Regions from separate parts of the Mus musculus genome. Here all the other regions are linked to region 1. The links are chromatin contacts, called in public HiChIP or PLAC-seq and promoter capture Hi-C maps. All regions are on one chromosome and are shown on one strand. The core of a region is the stretch at or near the end of the contact, and the rest is flanking DNA. Distances in the headings are between cores, read along the strand shown. Region 1 holds the start of Cdc42bpb (CDC42 binding protein kinase beta). Region 2 holds the start of Tmem179 (transmembrane protein 179). Region 3 holds the start of Pacs2 (phosphofurin acidic cluster sorting protein 2).

Region 1 (3,252 bases), core at 212-2,711:
AGATCCGCCTGCCTCTGCCTCCCGAGTGCTGAGATTAAAGGCATGTGCCACCACGCAAGTATACTCACTGTTTCAAGTTCAAAGGAAGCTTACAGAGTACACCTGGGTCTGATCTGTCCCAGGGGTGGACGGCGTCCTAAAAGGCAGTGCGGAAACAGATCTGGGATGAGCAGACGCACTGAAGGCAGTTGGGTTGGGCACCTCAGACTGGTACCGGGGTGCAAGGGCAAAGTCCTAATTTGGAGGGATTAAATAGTCCAGCAGCATGCAATCAGAGAAGGGACTCAGAGTTGTCCGTTGGGAGTGGCTGGAAGTGTGACAGGGCCAGCCAAAGAAGACACTCTCGTGGGCAAGCTTACGGGACAAAGAAAAAGCAAGAGGGCTGTCAAGGAAAAAAAAATGCAGTTGGCTGCTCAGACTTTAGTTTTGGGTAGGATGATTCTCTTGGGCTTTAATTTTTAAGTTTAAACAACTGGGCATCACACACATGCAGTAACTCGTGAATATACTTTATATGTGTATAGATTCCTTCACAATAATAAAGATCTGACAAGGGTTCGCTCTATCCAACCTACAATACCGGGCTATTTTGCCTGCGTCTTAAAAACTAAGTTAGATACACACACATACTGACGCGCGTGAATTTTGAGGGCAGTTTGGAGGCTTATGTGTGTGCTTCGTAACCCCAACCAAGTCATACATCATTCCCAGCAGGCAGGGACTCTTCAGTCGCTTCCTGCTGGAGTCGCCATTCGGCTTTCCACCCTGCGCTTTGCCTCAGGCTCCTCTCAGCTTCCGGCTTCCAAACCCCACCTGCCCCGCCTCTGCTGCACCACAAGCCCCCATTCTTTTGAAGCAACCTTGGGGTCCACAAAGGGCTCCTCCTCTGCGGAGGTTGGGGATGTCATAAGGGATGTTTTACATCAACCTTCTGAGCCGTCCAACTGAGTGAAAGCGGCGACTCGCCTGGAGACAACAGTCTACTCCCCACCAGGTCGACACCCTAATAATCAGTCACGGGGTAGACTCTGAACCGATGAGACAGGGCACTGCGCATCCCCAGCGGCGCGTGCCCAGTGGGGAGCGCGCGTCCAGCGGACCCCGGAGCCTCCCGGCAGGTGCCCCGCCCGCGTCTCCCGTGCGCACTGGGACCCAGAGCACTGTCGGTTCACAGCTCAGACGAGCTCAACCGAAACCCAGCAGTAATGACCCGGGGGTCGCGCCGGACAGCTGCCTCGCTAGGCCACGAGGGTCGGTCCCGAGGATCGGGAACAGAGCCGAACTATGGGACCCAGGGCGCACACAGCGCGGCTGGGCGCCCCGCCCGCGCTCCTGTGCGCGTGCGCCACCCGCAATCTCGGTTTCGCACTGGGTACCCCGCCCCACACCGTCCCTACGGCGAACCGCGAGGCCCAAAGAGCGGAGGATCGCCGCGGGCCGAGGGCGGGGCGTCGCGCTGAGGTCAGCGCGGCGGCGATCGGCCCCGCGGTGGTTGGCTGCGCCGCGCTGGCCGCGCCCTGGTTGGCTTGCAGGTCGCGGGCTGGGCGGCTGGCCGGGCTGAGGTCGGGGCTCGGGCGCCGGCCGGGTGTACGCGGTGCTGGGCTCCGCCGCGGTCCGGGTCGGTGACGGCGCGCGCGAGGGCGCGGCCAGGCGCCGAGGGCGGGGACGGCGTGCGGGCGGCGCCTAGGGGAGGAGACCGGCCCATGGACCCGCGGGGCCCGGTGCCCCAGACTCGGTGCCGCCGGGACGGAGCCCAAGATGTCGGCCTAGGCCGGGCTGCGACGACAAGGACTGTGCGGCTACTGGACGCCGGGGTGCGCGGCCGCCGGGCCGGGGAGTGCTGGCTCTGACGCCGGGGCGCACGGACGGAGAGAGGCCGGCGCGTGGGGAGCGGGCCGCGCGGCACCATGTCGGCCAAGGTGCGGCTCAAGAAGCTGGAGCAGCTGCTCCTGGACGGGCCGTGGCGCAACGATAGCGCCCTGAGCGTGGAGACGCTGCTGGACGTGCTGGTGTGCCTTTACACCGAGTGCAGCCACTCGGCGCTGCGCCGCGACAAGTATGTGGCGGAGTTCCTCGAGTGGGGTGAGTAAGGTGCCGCTCGCCCCCCTGCGCCTCTCACTGCTCGCACCCGCGCCGGGCCTCCCTGGTTCTGCGCTCCGGAGCCACATCCTCCGTTTGCACTCCCCCCACTCCCGGCCATCGCCCTGGCCGCTTCCTAGACCCACCCTCCCAGTCTGGATATCATTTCCTGCAGCGCTCCCTGGGATATCCGCCCTGCCCCCGCCCCGGACTAGCCTTTGGGGTCCAGAGTCGAGCCTGGAGCTACCCCTCCTAGCCCTAGACTCTACCGGGTGGGAGGGCAGCCTCTGTGCCTTTTGCACCTCCTCACCACCCGCCCCTGCTCGGTGGGCCTTCCGAAGGCTTCGTTCCACAGCCCAGCCCCTAGGACTCCACCCAGGTGACAGCCTGTCCACCTCCCCTTGATGTCCACGGCTTGAATATCCCTTTCTTTTAGCACGTCCGAGCAGTTTTTAACTGTTAAAGGTTTTATATAAAATACAAGAACCCTCCCCCAACACCCCCAACCCCCGACTCCCTAATTGTAACCGTGTCAGACTGGTGATATTTCGGGGTGTGTGTGACAGCTAGAACTGTCACTTAAAAACTTATACATCTGATCTTGGGTATTCGGTTCATCTAGGGATCTAATGCAGTAATCATAGATCGGATGATCTATTGTGCTTTATTAGGACGAATGCTTGATTAAGTCATTCATTGACAGTTCTCAAGACAGGCTACAGTGTAAGGTTTCAACCAACCCGGACAGTAATTTCCCCTTAAGACCCTCAGTTCCCTCACAAGGACTAAGGAGGAGGAAGTGTGATTTAGGTTCAGGTCCAGCTCTGTAAATCTTGTCCTTGGTTGCTTTCGTCATTGGGCTAAGACTGTGCAGTTTGAACCAGTCATTTCTAATCTTCCGGACAGATAAGGTTGATATTTACAGGAGGAAACAAATGTGTTCCACATGCAGGCCTCCTCCTCTAACCGAAATCTAGAGCTGTGTGTAGAACTTCATTGTCCCTCAGTTTTAGAGGGCTTCTGCCTGGTTGCTATTCCGTGAGATGTTGCTGCAGCTGCTTGAGAGCAGCTAGGGGAGGTGTGGGGGCTTTGTTGTGAGGGGCCTCTCTCTGCTCTTGGTCACACAGAGGACTGAGCCCTTCCTTGAGAGCACTGGCTCTCCGGAGACTTAGC
Region 2 (3,283 bases), core at 447-2,946, 1.1 Mb before region 1:
CAGAGTCCCTTTTTAGTCATCCCTCTGATGCAATCTGTTTCCTTCTCAATTGTCAGGGTCAATTTTGTTTGTTTGTTGTTTTTTGGTCAAAATTTTCCAGTGCTGATGAATGGTTAGGATTTGTGTTTGGGATGGGGCAGGCTGAGCTTCCTAAACAATCCCCCCTGGTTTGGGTTGGGGAGTCTTGGCAGTGGAAGAAACCCTGGGTGGATTCTCTGAGAAAAGAGTAGCTGCTGCAGACCTTATCCTGTTCCTTCATATAACGTACTCAAGAGATTGCAAAATGAATGCTCTATGTGCAGAGGCGGATAACAAATGGTAATGACTATGAGCAGATTTTGACCTCCCAGTGATAAGCAGAAGACAAGTCACAAATCAATGAGCTGTCTTTCCGTGTGTAAAAACCAACCAGATTGAAAGCCCTGCTCAGGAGAAGGGTCTGCAGAGTTGATGTGTGGACTATCTTCACGATATTGCCAGAGACCAGTTTGGCGACTCCTGCCAACACCACTTGAAGTGTTCGTACCTCATGACCCAGTCATTCTTCTCCTAAGACTTTCATAGAGACTCATGTGCTGCCTGCACAGCTGGCACAGCCGCAGAAAAAGACACCAGGATGTCACACAGCAGAGCCGGAAACAACAGACACTGGAGACGCTCAATGTCCCCCCAGAGAGGGATAGTCACACACAACAGTCAATGTTACGGAATGTTACACAATAACTAGAAAGAAGACCACGGGCTTGCTTGTGCAGACAGGGAATAATGCATACTGTTGGATGACTGAATTGCCTGTAGACACAGGCATAGTATGAAACATTTTTGAAAATTGTGTGTGCGTGGTGCAAAATGTCTGGATGGGTAGACATCAGGTTGTCACGAGTAGTAACGATGTGCCGGAGTGGAGGGAAGAGGAAGAAACTTGGTGTCTTTGTATCACACATATTCCTCATTGTAATTAAAAAAAAAAACAAGCCCATATTACTTTGGCAATAAAACAAAAGGAATTTTTAGTGCCTGAAGCCAAAAATAATGCTGATGTAATCTATATCCAGAAGGATGTCTCTAGGGCTTACTCATCTGGGAATTGGACTAACGGTTACTTGGTATTAAGGGAAACTAGAAAAGTCATTAATTCTATTAATTAATGCACCACCAGCTCCATCACAGCAAAGAGGTCTTAATGAGGTGCCCAGGGCAACCATTATTTATCTTACAAACGCGGAGTGGAGGGCTCTACTGTGGGGCTGAGGGCATGGTTCTCGGAGCACAAACAGATCACGAGTCTGCTCCCGCCTAGGAATACTTGAACCCTTCCTCTTTTCTATCCTCACACCTACCGACCCGACTCTCTGCCTCCCTCCTCCATTCGCTTTAAAGACAAAGGCCCTGGCAAAGGAGTCTGAACTGCACATAGGACTCCATCCTTCTCCTCCTTAGCCTTTCGCTGCTGGTACCCTTCCTGACAGAGTCGGGTTTCCCCAAGCTGACTTAGTAATGCTCACGACCCCTGCCAGGTTTCCATGGCACGTCTCCACCAATGCAGTCTGTCTAGTGTAGTGCTCTGTCTACCTATCCTGCAGCCGCGGGAACTGTCCGCGGTACTGACCGCAGGCGCGCCCCACGCTCGGCCTGTGCGCACGCGTCTGCGCGCAACGCGAGAGACCCGCGGGCGCCGTCATTGCGCAGCCTCCCACGCGGCTCGGGACCGGCCTGCGCGGCGCCGGAGACTCGCGGCCCGGCTTCTGGAGCGATCGCGTCCCTGTCCGGTGGCCTCGCCAGCGGCTCCTCTCATCCTGGCACCACCATGGCGCTCAACAATTTCCTCTTCGCGCAGTGCGTCTGTTACTTTCTGGCCTTCTTGTTCAGCTTCGTGGTGGTGGTGCCATTGTCCGAGAACGGCCACGACTTTCGTGGCCGCTGCCTACTCTTTACCGAGGGTATGTGGCTGAGTGCCAACCTGACGATGCAGGGGCGGGAGCGCTTCACTGTGCAGGAGTGGGGCCCACCGGCTGCCTGCCGCTTCAGCCTGCTCGCCAGCCTCCTGTCACTGCTGCTGGCTGCTGCGCACGCATGGCGCACGCTCTTCTTCCTCTGCAAGGGACACGAGGGGTAAGTTTAGGCCTTTCAGCAGCCCAGCGCAAACTGATGCAACACTCACACGGTTCCTGGCACCTATCAGGCTCTCCTCTCCGGGGCCATGAGCCCCTCCACCTCTCTTGCTGCAGAGGCCTGCAAGTGTCAACACTTTCAGCCTCATTATTTTAAGCAGACTGCCCTTTGTTTACACACAGGCCCAGCGGCTATGAGGCTGTCTGTCCGACCCACATGATCTCTTTCTATTCCCAAGGGATGCATCACTCCGAATTCTCAGTCCTGACCCCTTGGAGCACAGATGTTGCACTGTCATGGCTGCATGTCTGGGCTCTCTTGTTAAGCTAGGCCACACTCCTCGGGACCTGGGACCATTTGCAGTAGTCTTGGGCCTGCACCCCTTTCCTGTGAGTGGGGGAAGGGACTACACTTTGGAAAGAGCGGGTAGTCTTCTATTTTTGCTACTCCTCTTGGGAAAAGATGGCAGAGGATGTCTGTAGAGCTCCTTAAGCTCCCCTTAAGCTGGAGGCATGTACAGTGTGTGTGTGTGTGTGTGTGTGTGTGTGTGTGTGTGTGTGTGTGTGTGTATGTGTGTCTCTCTGTGTGTACTCTGTGTGTGCCTTTATGTGTGTGTGTACTCTGTGTGTATACTGTGCATGTGTCTATATGTCTGTCTGTGTGTGTGTGTGTGTGTGTGTGTGTGGTGGGTGAGTAGGATCTCCTTTGTGTTCCCTGTACCTCCCGAGTTTCTTCACCCTTTTTTTCTTTGTCACCTGTCTGAAGCCAGTAGAATGTGGTCACTTGGTGTCCTCAGCCAACAACAATCAAGAGCCCACCCTCTCCCTGGCTGAGGCTTCCTGGGTCCTGGAATACCAATGCTCCTGCAATAGAGAGTGAATTCCCACGTCCAGCCCTCCCCATCCATGTTTTTAGTTGCTCCCTTGCAAGGAGGTGGGTGACAAGCACGGGTCTCTGAGAACACAAGGATGTAGGAGGCTGGGTGAAGGGGGTTCTTGCTAGTACCACAGATGAAGAACATGAAACAGTTAACGCTCTCACCACAGTAGAGGCCGAGAGTCCAGAATCGAAGTGTCCTTAGAGTTAGAACTAGAGAAGCTCTTTCCTACGCGTCTATTCCTGCTGGCTCTAGCCTCCTGTGTGTTCCAGCCTCTGCCCCTGTTCTTGAATA
Region 3 (3,064 bases), core at 220-2,719, 1.6 Mb before region 1:
TGTGCTACCTGTATCTGCGGTTCTAACTCTAAAAGAAGTTCAAGTGTGTGTTGGGGATGTGGATCACAAGAGCATAGGAGTTCAAACAGCCTCAGTGTTTCTGAAAAAGAAGGAAGGGGGAACAGAAGAGGGAGGGAGAAAGAGAAAGGCTGACTGGTGTATGGGGTGGGGGGCATGGGGACCCTTGGCTCTCATTAAGGGAACTCAGAGACTGCTAAAGGAATTCAAGGGCCAGTGTGAAGTCTCAGGGCAATGCTGTAGAGAGCCAGAATTAAGTGTGGAGATCAGTTCATCTCTCCCTCCCCCCACCCTGCTTTAGGGGCCTGGGAGATGCTCCCACTGAGGCAAAAGCTGACCCTCAGGTCTCAGTCCTCCAGATGCCCCTCAGATCCATCCTTCCTTTCCCAAAGCCACAGACAGACCCAGAGGGCCTTGTGCATTCTAGAAGGGTAAAACCACTATCTAGTGGCCTCTGTACCCCCAACACCACACTCAGAGGCCTGCTGAAAGAACACAGAAAGTTCCCCTTCTCCTTCCTAGCATCTCTCTACTCAGATCCCCCTCCAGGGCACACTGTCCAAGTTCTGTGCCTGGAAGGCTCTTTGGTGATAAGGCCACTTTCCCTGACTCCCCAGAGGGAAGCCTGGAGCGCCCTCAACCTGGTGTCTAGAGTTCCTCTTTTCTCTCACTAGCTGAAGCTCCCGAGTAGGAGCCAAGTCAAGAAATCACAAAAGTTTCAAGCTGGGCACTAGAATGGGAAGCTGTAGTCCACACAGAGATGGGTGGCCACAGTGTCCGCCCAGCGGGTAAATTTTGTCTAACCCTTTCCACGGGGCGAGGAGGAGGTCGCCTACCCAGGGGAGAAAGACCAGGCTTGTGCAACGGCAAAATTAACAGCTCCAAGCAAAGAGTACAACGGTCTCGGGAGCTCTCGTCACAACGCCGGACACAAGGCCGACAGGTGAAGAGAGCGCAGACCTCACCCGCAGGGTAGATGGAGAGGAGACAGCGGCGTGTCCCGGGAGCCTCAGGCCCAGGCCTCTGGGGTGTGACAGTGCCGCTGCACGCCGGAGGAGAGCTGTGGCACTAGCCGAGAGCTCCACCGCCTGAGGTCCGCTGCGCAGCCCGGCCCGGGACGCAGGTGTCAAGGTGCGGGCAGAGCACCGGCCGGGCGAGCCACAGGCCCGCTGCCCCGCCCCGGCCCTCGCCTTGCAGTCACCCGCGCGCGCTCGGGGGCGCGGGGTCCCGGCCCGCAGGCAGGTGCGCGCGGACAAAGCGCAGCACGGGGGCGTACCTGGGCACGCAGCTGGGGCTGGAGCCGTCCACCTCCCAGGTGGCAAACAGGTTCATGGGCACCGGAGTGTTGAGCGCTCCGGGCGCGCCGGGCAGGCCGAGGCGGCCCCGCTCGGCCATGGCGCCGGCCCCGCCGTCCCTCGGCGGCCTGGGGCTGCGCCGGGCCGCGGGAGCGCGGCGGGCGGGCGGGCCGGGCGCGCGGAGGGCGGCGGCGCGGTCACATGGCGCCGGCGGGCGGCGGGAGTCCGGCAGGCCCGCGGGCGGTGTCCAGGCTGCGCCCGCGCCCCGCCCCCTGCCGCACCGCGCCGCCTATTGGTCGACGGGGCAGGGCTCGCGCGGCGCACCCAATCACCGCCCACCGGAAGTGAGGCGCGCGCCCCAGGGCGTCTCCGGCGCCCAGCCGCGGGAGCGAGCGCGCGCGGCGGCGCACAGGCTGTGCCCCTCTCAGGGACTCAGGCGAGCGACGTGATGGCTGCGGGAGTGACCAGGTCTACGAACCCCTCACGCTCCCTGCGGCGGACCGCGGGCCTAGGGACGTGACCATGTATCCCGGTGACTCTCATCCGGTTGCCATCCTGCGTGTCCCCGCACAGGCCCCTAAGGCCTGGCTCTCGCACTCTGTAGGCCCCACCCACCCTTATTCCTTGAGGAGTTTCAGCCACCATCTGTCCTCCCTAGCTGCCCCATCCAGCAACCTCCGCCCATCCAGCCTCCTCCTATATTCAGCAGTGCTTTATTTATTTATTTTTAAGTTTTTCTCAAGAGCATCTCAAATATTTGGTACAGGGTGCATTCTCCCTTGCTCGCAGTGAACTTGGGCCAATAGGAGGGGCGGGTGGCCGATCAGACTGCAGGGCCCAGTAGGCAGGGGATTCCAGGCATGGCCTGGAGAAGGCCGGCTAGGCTCTGGGCCTCAGGAAGAAGCTCTCAGTGGCAGATGTCCCTCCCCCTCTTTTTGGCTGTCTTTGGTCAAAGTCAACAAATTTAGGGAAAAGCTTTTCTGGCATGTCTTGTTTCTTTGTATCCACGGCTTTACACAATTGCCTTTCTCCCGCTAGGTTCCATGTCTTATTATCTTCTAGTAAGCTTATTGAAACAATTCTAACTCAAATCAATCTGACCTGGCTGTCCCTCCTTGCCCTTCAGGTTTACCCAATAGTCCTGTTTTCTGCCTTTCTTCCCAGGAAGGCATTGTGGGGGTGGTCCCTCCTCTGCTATGACACCCCAACCCCTTGCCATCTACATTTGGAGCTCCTCTGCCAGAGGCAGCCTCCTGCTGTAACTCCAGGATGGGAGCTGCAAACAGCTGCAGCTGCTTAAAGCCAGAGTCTGCTTTGAAGAGAACAAGGGGACCTGTGTTTTCCTCATGTTCCTCACTCGCTGGGGTGGTAAAACAAAGTCCAGAGGGTCTGTCAGTCTGTGGCCAGCTGAAATGAATATTGTCTGACATTGCAGCCCTATTGGGGCCAGTAGTAAGGCTTGTACCTAGGAAACCAGAGGCTGTGTTCACCGAGCTTCATCAGCCTTGGTGGACAGGCTGCCTTTGATTGGAAGCAAAAGACAAGCATCCACTGACCTCAGCAATTGGCAGACAGCGCTGGGGACAGACCAAGGGTGCATTTGCAGGCAGAAGAATGGGCTGTCTGATGAGTTGTGTCTGTGTGCGCCAGGCAGGCATTGCAGCCAGGGTCAAGGGAGGAAATAAGAGTGACCAAGCTGTGCATACCGGGGCATGGCACCAGTGGCCTTGGTTGAGCTGTGCCATCTTGTA

Evidence for each region. Promoter capture Hi-C pulls out the DNA fragments that hold promoters and counts their contacts. HiChIP or PLAC-seq counts read pairs in DNA pulled down with a chosen protein or histone mark.
Region 2: a FOXA1 HiChIP or PLAC-seq map of pancreatic cancer cells shows a contact between it and region 1. The contact joins the promoter of Tmem179 here to the promoter of Cdc42bpb in region 1.
Region 3: a contact with region 1 is called in a promoter capture Hi-C map of cranial neural crest. The contact joins the promoter of Pacs2 here to the promoter of Cdc42bpb in region 1. A contact is called at or near these places in 1 of 39 promoter capture datasets (cranial neural crest) and 1 of 115 datasets of contacts at active chromatin or transcription factors (pancreatic cancer cells).

What each region holds. Positions count from the first base shown.
Region 1 is chr12:111,375,927-111,379,178 of GRCm38.p6, reverse strand. It overlaps Cdc42bpb (CDC42 binding protein kinase beta), which reads left to right and starts at 1,461. Exons shown (of 37, transcript NM_183016.2): 1 at 1,461-2,082. The coding sequence starts at 1,908.
Region 2 is chr12:112,509,573-112,512,855 of GRCm38.p6, reverse strand. Tmem179 (transmembrane protein 179) reads left to right here and starts at 1,696. Exons shown (of 4, transcript NM_178915.3): 1 at 1,696-2,112. The coding sequence starts at 1,808.
Region 3 is chr12:113,012,913-113,015,976 of GRCm38.p6, reverse strand. Pacs2 (phosphofurin acidic cluster sorting protein 2) reads right to left here and starts at 1,469. Exons shown (of 24, transcript NM_001081170.1): 1 at 1,295-1,469. The coding sequence starts at 1,413.